Regions from separate parts of the Xenopus laevis genome. Here region 1 is linked to region 2. Evidence: chromatin contacts called from public Hi-C data. All regions are on one chromosome and are shown on one strand. The core of a region is the stretch at or near the end of the contact, and the rest is flanking DNA. Distances in the headings are between cores, read along the strand shown.

Evidence for each region. A called contact is a pair of places that touch in the nucleus more often than the background predicts.
Region 1: a Hi-C map of the XTC cell line shows a contact between it and region 2, with 1.8 times the contacts expected there. The contact joins two enhancer-like sites. A contact is called at or near these places in 2 of 4 Hi-C or Micro-C datasets (the XTC cell line and animal cap).

What each region holds. Positions count from the first base shown.
Region 1 is chr8L:10,944,481-10,950,478 of Xenopus_laevis_v10.1, forward strand. No RefSeq gene overlaps it. Among protein-coding and RNA genes, the nearest start is that of LOC108704485, 18 kb to the right of the region's middle. Within about 2 kb of position 2,666, at least 3 of the 7 cell types and tissues checked have an H3K27ac peak or open chromatin away from gene starts, as enhancers often do.
Region 2 is chr8L:10,910,879-10,916,371 of Xenopus_laevis_v10.1, forward strand. No RefSeq gene overlaps it. Among protein-coding and RNA genes, the nearest start is that of slc27a4.L, 24 kb to the left of the region's middle. Within about 2 kb of position 1,898, at least 1 of the 7 cell types and tissues checked has an H3K27ac peak or open chromatin away from gene starts, as enhancers often do.

The DNA.
Region 1 (5,998 bases), core at 1,416-3,915, 34 kb after region 2:
AGCCCGCATGGCAAAACCATTTAAGGGCCCTCTAAACTTTGGGGATAGGACGACGTTCATAAGGATTATATGGTTTCATTTACATCCACAAGTGTAGGGTGAAAAGTGTAATTTCTACATGCGTTTTACCCACAATGCAGCATTTCTGCCCCCCCATTACAAAACGAATGCAGTTTCTTGTGCATGTTGGATGCACCAACATCTTTAGGGCAGAGACACGCTCAAGCGGAAACTTCGGATGACTTTGGAAAACAAAGCACTCTGAGTGCCATCCCGCTGGCAATTTACATTCTAGCAGGCGAGAAGGCAGGTGAAGGCAGTTTGGGGAGATTAATCGCCCGAAAAGAGACGATTAATCGGGTGACTAATCTCCCCGAATCTGACCGTGTGTCTCTTGCCCTTAAAGTCAAGATTGTGTTCAAGTTTGCCTCATGAGGAAACTTGGACGACTTTGGAAAACAAATCACTCTGAGTGCCATCCTGCCGGCTATTTACATTCTAGCAGGAAGGCAGTTCAGGGAGATTAGTCGCCCCGAAGAAGAGGCGATTAATCGCCTGGTGACTAAATCTCCCGAATCTGACGTGTGTCTCTGCCCTTAAAGTCAATATTGTGTCCAAGGTTGGACTGGGCCAGCGGGACACCAGGAAAAACCCAGCCCCGCTCTCAACCAGGAGCTTTGGTTGCTCCTTTCCCACCCCGATCACAGCTGCAAGTAAGAAGCAACATGGCGCGTGGGGGTGGGTTAGGTGTAGGCTAGCAGCGTTGATTATGGATTTTTATCCTATTTATTTATTTTATCTCGTGCGTCACTTTGCACTTTATTTTTGTTTTTTCACTTGTATCTGGTGTGGTCCTCCGGGGCAACACTGATCTAGGGGGGAGATGTTTGGCCATTAGGCTCCTTCTCCCCTTGAACCTGGCCCTGGACGGGCGCAAAGACTTAGACCTCATTGGAGGTGATAGTTTTCTCTTCCCTGGGGCAGCCATTAGGCCGAAAGGAATTTGGATACAGGGACCCCCCCCCTAGATATGCGGCAAAGGGAGGTTGGAAGACCCTTGCCCCCTGTCTGTGCTTCGTGCCTGGGAGGTCGGGCATAAAGGGGCAGACCCAAAGACTTCAAGGCACGCTGTACATTTTGCCCGGTGCCTTGGGGTTTTTGAGACTATGTCTCTTTAAAGATAAGTCCAACGCACCCTTACGCACGTTTGCAATTTTGTGTTTGCACTTTTGCACTGGGTGGTTTGTTTTGAAGCACTTGCTCGGGCTTCAAAAAAAAATGAGAGACCCTAGTGTTGATAGCCCTGGTGGGCCTTGGACAACCCAGTCTAACACATATGATACTTTTAGCACAAGTGCGCTATGCCTATTGCTATGCCACTAATGGTGGTAGTAGCTCCGAGGTTCACCAGCATCAATAGCAAATTCATCAAAACAGCCTTGTAACTTAGCTGTAGTGAATGGCTACAAGCAGCGCAAAATTTATGCCCATTTTATCATGTCTACGTTTGTAAATGAGCCCTTTATTGCAGCTCCATATCATTCATGCGCATTTGGGCTCTGTATAATGTTTGGGTTCCCTAGAAGTCTAAGGGTCTGCTTCCTCTATAGCAGTGGCATAACCCCCCCTTCTACACTTACCCATGAGCCCCCACTTTACCCCCACTCCAGCACTAGGATTAAAACACAGGGGAGGGGTGTATCTGTAAGAGGGTTTAAGAGCCATGGGCATCCAAAGCAGGAGTCACGGGCTGTGGGAATAGGGATTGCAAGTGGCACAGGGCGAGGGGGCCAGCATACTTCATAGATTGTAAGCTCTTTTGGGCAGGGCCCTCTTCACCTTTTGTATCAGTTACAGGTAGCTATGTGTGTAATTCTGTATGCTCTTTGTATAAACCAATGTAATGTATAGCGTTATGGAATATGTTGGCACTCTAAAATACATGTTAATAATAATAATATTGGCCGTGGCCCAAGATGGAACAGGCATTACAAGTCCTTCCTTAGCCCCTGTGTCAACAGTTTGCCCTGCAGCTGCAGGGTCTGCTCCCATCTAATTACACCATTCACCAGCTCCCCTCAGGGGCCCAGCCTGAACGCCAGTTATAGTAAGAATATCTTTCTACAATTCTAGGTACTCCTGGAAGCCCAGGGATGGGCCAGGACAACTCCAGCAGTTACCTCCACCAAACATTTGAGTTTAGTTGACTATCCTGGATAGTTTACAAGGTATTATGCATTGCAATGACACAGCATGGAGCCAAATAGTCCCTATAGTTGGCTTGGTACGGGTTTGTCAGCTGGGTGGTTGTCACAAAAAACCTGACTGTTCTACTGGAGTCCAAAGTGCCTTGCATGCCCCTGAGGGTAACAATGCCTCGCACCTTGTTAGTGCACCTGCATGAATTGGCTCAGGAACATCCCTATTATTATATAAGCCTCTAGCGATGACTGTAATGAACTATGCCCAAATCCAGAGTGGCATGAGGTTCTGTTTCAGTCTCTCTCAGTCCCTGCTGCTTCTATAGGACATGTGCAGATAATATAAGCTGTCCTCCCTCCTCCTCATCAGTGATAATGAAGTAACATGCTCCTATAAATTGTGTTTGCCAGCTCAGCTTTTTTTTACCTTCTAATTCCCTGAAAGCTGGGCATACCTGACCCACTGCACCCGGTCTCATGGCAACACCATTCGAGGGAGAGACAAACCCCCCCCCCGAAATTGGAGTGAAATGTGACCAATCCCACGACAAAGGCACAGATTTTGCTGACATGTGACCTCTCTGTTTGAAAAGGACTGCCATAAAATGGCCTTACCCTCCCCTTCATTTGCTGACCCTCACATGAGGGAGGGAGGTGCAGGTTTAAGGCCCTTTCACACAGCAGTGAGGGGACTTGTGAAACTATTCAGATTCCATCCCGATTCCAGATTCCATCTGTTCTCAAAACTGCTGAAGCAAATAAATTAGTGTCATGTCGTGGAGGTGACGAGTTTCAGGCCAGTTCATGGGAGATGCCATATATATTGTCTCCCTCACAATTGCTGGACACATTAATAAAGTGCTGAGCTGAGCACTGTGCTGCCTGAATGAGGGCTCCATTTTTTGCCAGCAATGCGCCTTTCCGCCTTTCCTTTGTCAGGTGCCTTTGTTTGGTGTGCAAAGATTGGCACTTGCCTTTAAATGGCTTAACTTGTGACTACCATGTAAGGTGTGGCAAGTGAAGATAACATGGGCACCCTGATTGGACACCCAAGGGCATCCCTTTCATACATTGACAGGCACAACTTATGTGCAAACGAGGACAAGGATGACATGGGTATTCCTTTGGACACCTACTGGAGCTTCTTCTGTGCATTGTCAGCAAAGATGCAAAGTGTGACAAGTGGGCAAGATATGGGAGGCTTATTACCTGCTTGCCATTCACAAGTTACACATGTAAGGTGCGACAAGTGGGTATGGCATGGGAGTAGAGGATACCCGCAAAGTGGTTGGGTTTTGGATAGAAAGAATTGTCATCCAAAAAATAAATGGTTAGCATAAATACTCCTGCTGATAAAGACTCACCAAGTAGAGAGATGGCCCAGGTGCTCAAGGTAGAGTATTTAGACCATATAGCAACAAAACAATAAAGGGTGTAGGGCACACTGGAAACCACACCAGGTCAGACCAAAAAGTTAAAAAAGGAAAATACTTTTTTGAACACTATGAGCCTACGATTAAGTGTCAGATGGACACGAAATGGGTAAGGCTTGAGATGATGGTTCAATAAAGTATTTTTAACTTTTTGGTTTGACCTGGTGTGGTTTCCAGTGTGCCATACACCCTTTATTGTTTTGTTGCTATTTGGACAGAAAGACCCCAATTCCCTGACCATGTGGGTGGTCCACGAGTCTGGGTACCTGGGCACCCGGTTGATTGCAAGCTTGCATTCCCCCCACCTCCCAAAGTTAAAATTAACTTTTTCCCCCTGACCTGGTTGATTTGCCTCCAGAGTGACTTTACTTCCACCCACCAGTGAAGTCACTTCCATTTTGCACGGATCCTGGGTCGGGCTAAAGTTTAAGACACCTGCAATTCCGGCAATGGGGATAAGTAGAGGGAATGGTTTGGGTTCTGAGTTAGCGGGACACAGTTGGGCATAGGTCTGCCCAACTGGGCCAGCACAGGACTCTAAATGGGAGTCCCCTTAGGTGCCTATTACCTGCATGTCATACCCAAGGTACATCTTAGGAGTTGCAAGGTTCAGAACACACTATGGATTGTGCATCTAGTTTTTTTGCAGCCACTTGTCATGTAAAATGCCTAATGTACAGGGCTGCACATAAATCTGTTGCTACTTAGTCATACTGGGTGTTGGTTATTACAAAGGCAGAAACCATGGCAGTGATAAAAAGACAGTAATATTTAGGGTTAACGGTGCTCACATGAAAGTCCATTTTTCAGCAGCATATTCTGTCACATTGCTCAACGTGCAAAGCTATGAACGTGTCCTGCCAGGAAAAACAGTTTAAAAGTCAGGGGAGGCTACTCAGACCCTCCCAGGCAGAGAAGTGATATTCCAGCTAAAAACGGAGAGGTGACAGCAGATCCTTTGGATCCGAGAAGCTGAGCTGAGTCAGGATAGACCACCATTTCTCAGGTAAGAGTGATTGTCTGTGTGGACTGTGACAAACGCAAAGGTATTTCTATTCAGTACTTGTAATACTAGAAACATTGAACTGGACGCGCATAATAGTTGTGGTTTTATCACATATTTATTAATCTGTGAATAAGAAGATCATACAAATGTGTGGATATTTAGCCCATAATGTATCTGTTGTTTTATCACCCACCTACGTGTGACATAGATACAGGTATTTTTATCTAGTACTGGTTATACCATCACATTTGCAAAAAGTGCATTTATATAATGGGAATGGGGGGAAACAGAGATTTCAGCACTGCTCTGCGTGTTACATTCCCCATAAATGCACCTATATAAAGGCGAATGTTGGGAGGAATACACCTTCAGCACTGTCCTGTACATTATATTTCACATAAATGCACCTATATAAAAGGGAACGTTGGGCGGAATATACTTAAAGTGGCTCTGCCGAGAGTTTAGCTCTGTCCTGTACATTGCATTTCACATAAATACACCTATATAAAAGGGAATGGTGGGAGGAATACACCTAAAGTGGTTCTCCTGATATTTTAGTTCTGTCCTGTACATTATATTTCACATAAATGCACCTGTATAAAAGGGAATGTTGGGAGGAATATACCTAAAGTGGCTCTGCAGAGATTTCAGCACTGCCCTGTACATTATATTTCACATAAATGCACCTATATAAAAGGGAATGGTGGGAGAAATACACCTAAAGTGGTTCTGCTGAGATTTTAGTTCTGTCCTGTACATTATATTTCACATACATGCACCTATATAAAAGGGAATGTTGGGAGGAATATACCTAAAGTGGCTCTGCAGAGATTTCAGCACTGCCCTGTACATTATATTTCACATAAATGCACCTATATAAAAGGGAATGGTGGGAGAAATACACCTAAAGTGGTTCTGCTGAGATTTTAGTTCTGTCCTGCACATTATATTTCACATAAATGCACCTATATAAAAGGGAATAGTGGGAGGAATACACCTAAAGTGGTTCTGCAGAGATTTTAGCTCTGTCCTGTACATTATATTTCACATACAGTAAATGCACCTATATAAAAGGGAATGGTGAGAGGAATACACCTAAAGTGGTTCGGCTGAGATTTTAGCTCTGTCCTGTACATTATATACCCCATAAATGCACCTATATAAAGGGGAATGTGTGTGTGAGGCATATCTGCAGAAATTTTAGCACTGTCCTGTACACTATATTCTCCATAAATGCATCTACCTAAAGTAGGGATGCACCAAATCCACTCGCGAATCCCAAATCCTTTGTGAAAGATTCATCCGAATACTGAATCTAACCCAAACACTAATTTGCAAATGTAAATGAGGGAAACAAA
Region 2 (5,493 bases), core at 648-3,147:
AATAACTGATAAATGTGTGAAATCAAGGCAAGAGCTAGCTCTGGGCTCTGGCCAAAAGGCCATGTAAAAACACAGCTCCGAGCATGTAAGTATGGAAATTGCTGGCTTATATCCAGGGTGTTAGTCTCTGACTCTATAGAGTGACAGCTCATTGAACAGCATTAGCCTACTGCACAATTACAGGAGCTTTGCAGAATACAGGAAAAGATTATAAATACCCCCTGCTGTAAAGCAGAAGTCACTGAGGGGTTCTGTAACCATATAAAGGCACAAGGCTGCAGGCTGAGTTATACAGGGAACTCTGAGTATCACTCATGTATTATAAGGGATAGTGTACCCCCTACTGTAAATGATAAGGATATTAGAAGTCACTGAGGGGTTATGTGACCATATAAAGGCACAAGGCTGCTGGCTGAGTTATAAAGGGAACTCTGAGTATCACTCATGTATTATAAGGGATAATGTACCCCCTACTGTAAATGATCAGGATATTGAAAGTTACTGAGGGGTTGTTCTGTGACCATATAAAGGCACTAGGCTGCAGGGAACTTTGAACTTTGAGTATCACTCATGTATTATAAGGGATAATGTACCCCCTACTGTAAACAATAAGGATATTAGAAGTCACTGAGGGGTTCTGTGACCATATAAAGGCACAATGCTGCAGGCTGAGTTATAAAGGGAATTCTGAGTATCACTCGTATTATAAGGGATAATGTACCCCCTACTGTAAATGATAAGGATTTTAGAAGACACCGAGGGGTTGTTCTGTGACCATATAAAGCAACAAGACTTCAGGTCAGGTCAGGATATCACTAAAATAATGACAGCACTTTGTCATACCTCACAACTGTCCGGTTTTTAGAGGGGCAGTCCCTCTTTTGACAGTTCAACCTGCAGTCCCTCATTTGTACTGGAAAGTCCCATTTTTCTCTGCACTGAACAGCCAGAAAAAGAAACATTTTTCTAACTTAATTGGTTTTTGGCAGAGAGCCCAGAACAGCCACCAGGTGCACTGGGAAACTTTTGTAACAATTTCAGACAAGCAAATGAGTAATTGTAACAATATAAGATAACAGGTCTCTTGGGGAAATTGTGACTCACAACTTAAAGGGCAATTCACCTTCATTAGCAAAACTAATAACTGGGGAAAAAACACAGAAATGTGTTCAGACTTTTATAGTCTGCCAAATTTTGTAAAATGAACATGGTAATTAGGGGGTGTGACCACAAAAATGGGCGTGGTCAAAAGATGTTGCCGCACTACGCATGGCAACTTTTTTGTCCCTCTTTTTATTTACAAAATGTTGGGAGGTATGCTTTGTTGCCCTGAAACCATAAAACAAATTCATATAGAATTGCTCAGGAGCACACTTTTGAAATCTACATACAATTTTTTTCCCCCACTGCTAATACAACAATATTACAATCTACGCCAGGCAATCTATAATGAGACTGTATTTAGATTGATGGCAGCTGAAATGCCATTAATAAAGTAAATCCAAACTGTCTGTTATACTCACTGATATTCAGAACTTTCTTGTTACTTGTAGTTGTTCTTCTCCACTTCAGTTCGGGTGGAATGAGCATGGTTGGAACTCTTTTGTCTGGTCAGCTCTCCCAGTAATTTTCATATTTCATTGATTGATGTCTGGTCAGAAAAACAAATGTTATCAAAGGGACAGGCCCAGGGTTCTGTGCAAGCTGTATTTTACTTTTAACATTGCCTGGGTTCAAGCACCAATTTTTGACCCATAAGAAGCTCATTGTCGTGGCAGACATTCAGATTATAATAAAATTACAGGTTTATGAACCTTTTAAGCAGTTTGGGGGCATACAACTCTTAAAGGGCCCACATCCAGCCGCAGGTCTCAAGTTATATAACTCTGACTAATGGCCCCCAGATCTAAATTGCCGACAGATTAAATTGACAGCTTATTGGGCATTGTATGGGGCCCTGTCAGGCTTAACCAATCAATATCTGGCCGGATGTCGATCAGGTAGGTTTAAAAATCCCATCGGATCGAGGACTGTGTGGGTTAGTTGATGCTGTCCTTAATCCGACCGCCCGTATTCTCGTTGTGATCCGTTCGTTGGGCCCTAGGGCACACAACCGGATAAGCCCGATATCACCCATGGGCATATAGGGGAGAGATCTGCTTGTTTAGCGACCTCAGCAAAAGAGCGGATCTCTGTCTCCAACCAGGTTCGGACTGGCAATCTGTAGATTCTGGCAAATGCCAAATGAGCTGCTGTAAAATGTCATAGTCTGTCACTATTTATTGGCCTGTGGGAGGCTGTTTGGGTCTCTGTGTACTGGAAATGCCAAGGCCTAGTTTGATTCTCCAGTCCAACAAATTCACATCATATCACTCAATAGCCGGCTGACCCCCCACCCAAGATATATCTTTATCCTTTGGCCCCAAATCAGAAATGTTAGAGATGTCTGTCCATGAGCTGTTGTTATCAAGAAATCCCTTTTATACAATCAGCTTCCTCCCCTGTGGTTTAACCAGCGATTTGCCCAACAAGTTTTTTTAAGCCAACCGGCTTTGCTGTCACCTTCCTCACCCACCCAAGTGAACACAGGGGTCTCCCCATGGAAGGAACCATGTTTTTTTGGCTTACAGGAAGTGGTCATGTCATGTTTGGCAAGTCAGGAAGCAGTCATGTCATATGATTCCCCATACATATATTTTTCTCCCCACCTAACTGCTTTTTAATCTCACTGTGTGAAGAAGCCAATCAGGACACCATTATTATGCCCCCAATATGAACATGTCAATCTAGAAACCATCATTCTGTGTATACTGTGTAGACATGTCAATCTGGACTCCATCATTCTGCACACTGTGTGGAGTTGTCAATCAGGACACTATTATTATATGCACTATGTGGAGTTGTCAATGTGGACTCCATCATTCTGCACACTGTGTGGCGTTGTCAATCAAGACACTATCATTCCTGGAACTGTAAGGAGACCATGTCAACCGAGGAAGCCATCTTTGTCAAATCATTCCTCCCACCAGACAGGTGATGAAGCCAGATCTATGCCTTTGCAGGCCTACACCCACACACCTCTAATTCCTTTTTCTTGCAAGCTGTAAGCCTCTGCTCATGTTTATTCATCTGAATTTATTGCTGTGCCAGAAGCATGTATCGGGAAACTAACCTAACATCTCCTGGGTACAGATTGGTTTTGGTTTGTAAACATTCTTCTAGACGGTCCTAACTTCTCCCAATTCAGCTGGTTCAGTTGGTTGCACACAGATCATAGATCGCCAAGATTCGCGTGCCCCATTGATATTCCTGTGCCCATGCCAGGGACCTGGATTCAGTGCTCAATTGTAGGTCTTCCTAAGTTAATTTCATTGCATCCAACGTTCTTACGCTCTGACAGGCCACAAGTTGGACTTTACAAAACAGAGTTCCTGTAGTTTGCAAGTAGGGTGCTCTCAATGTTTACTCAAGGTGCATCAGGTGCATACACATGTGGATCAAACATTTCGGGACTTGTCCAGCCCTTCCTGAGAAATTCTAAATTTAATTTTGTATATTAGCGACTTCACAAATTGGGCTTTTCTTGGGGTCTGCACAGAAACCACTACAGATGTCAGGCACTCATAGCGGAGCCTCCCTTTTCCATTTTCCAATCCGCCCGTTGTCCTAATTAGAGGACTGCTATTTTGTGTTGTGGGGGGTAATTTGTGTTGCTCCTGTGTCAGGAAAAGGACAGTACCAAGGGGAGCTAGCATTGCAAATGGCCTCCAGCTTAGCGAGAACCAAGGAGGTTGGATAAAGCCTCATTTGCAGCTTTAGTGTCACTTTCAGCCTTTTTTGGAAGGTTAAATGGCTGTTTAGAGCTCAGCATTGAAGGCCAGGCAGGGGTTTATTGTTCAAGCTTTCTCCTGCATTGTTGAAACCTTTTCAATAGTCGCCTGAATAAGAAAGCTCAGGGGCCCCCACCTCTCCTCCTCCTTCAGCCGGAACACAAGCAACTTCCCATGGGGGAGGCCTAAACTTTCCTGCAGGCTGTAATGGTATTCAAGGCCTCTACCGATTCAGCTCCTTCTTTCTTATTCTTTCCCCCCCCTCCCTACTTTTTTTCTTTTTCCTTGCAATTTAACCCAAGCAGAGAAGCTCACTGATCTCTGCTTGACACCCCATTAACACATGAATACCTTTGAGTGGCTGAAAAAGGCATCTCACTTTTGCTGACCCACTCGGTCCTTCTGCTGAGAGGCTGGAGATCAAACAAAGCAACTGCAGGCCAATCCTCATTGTGCCCCCCCTGCAGAGGGATTCCTCCTCCATTTCAAACGGCCATTGTCTGCTTTATTATGAAAAGCTTTCGGTGCACAGGATACAAACAGCTGTTCTAGGACTGCCTTGTGCTTTATGCAGAATTTATTCTCTCTACCCCTCCTTTTCACATGCCCCAATGCCAACAAATGAACCCATTGCTCTGAACTAATCAGGTTGGAGAGAGGGATGGACGACCCTCCAGAGGTTGCTAAACTACAACTTCCAGCTTCCTCCGACAGGTGCTGGTTTCTGTAGTGCTCTGCGGATAGAAATAGCAAATAAGACAAAATGTTTTATTTATGGGTACTTTAGGAGAATCAAAGCTCCAGCTGCTTCTGGTTCCTCAGCAGAATCATGCCATCTTAAGACGTAATTACGATCTTTCTTGGAAAAGATCTTTCCAAGAAAGATAGTTTCAATACACACATGTAGAGCTGAATCGTCGACAGGTAGAAACAATCTGAATGTCAGATATATAGGTAGACACAATAGAATTCTACCTGTATCTGACGATTCAGCACTAACAATAGCCAGTGTTTGGGTACCTTCCAAGGCACCCGATCAAAATTTTCCATCCAGCCCGATCGACGGGCCGACCGATATCCAAGTCTTCTGCTGATATCGGTCGTCTCTTTTCCCACCATACAAGCACCAAATACGATATTATCTGTGCGTCTATGGCCACCTTTAGCGAGCAAATCCTGGCCTGTTCAAATGGCAGTTGCTGCTGTGTTCAGGCATGTATCATTGTGCAGGGAGCAGAGTTACTATGTGCAAGCTGGAAGGGGTAGATAGAACATCGTGGACACTACATGCTTTGCTGGACAAGGGGCCATTTCTTTTCAAATTCCTTTTGTTGAATTTTACAATAAAATAAGTGGACTGTTTTACAGCATGTAAAAATATATGTGCAGTTTCATATTCCAAATATATAACATTCAGAATTCTACATGAACAAAAAACAAATATTGTTAAACATTTTGACCTGTTTCTCATCTATTTATGAGATTTATTATTGCTCGACAAATGGATTTTAAAATCCAGATAGTTTATTTGTAAATACAATTCAACAATTATGTGAATGGATTGACAACTATATTATATTCCTGAATTCTTCAAAGAATACATTCTTTTTATATTGCCATCTAAAGTTTCAACATAAATTGACCATCTCTTTTTTTATTTTAT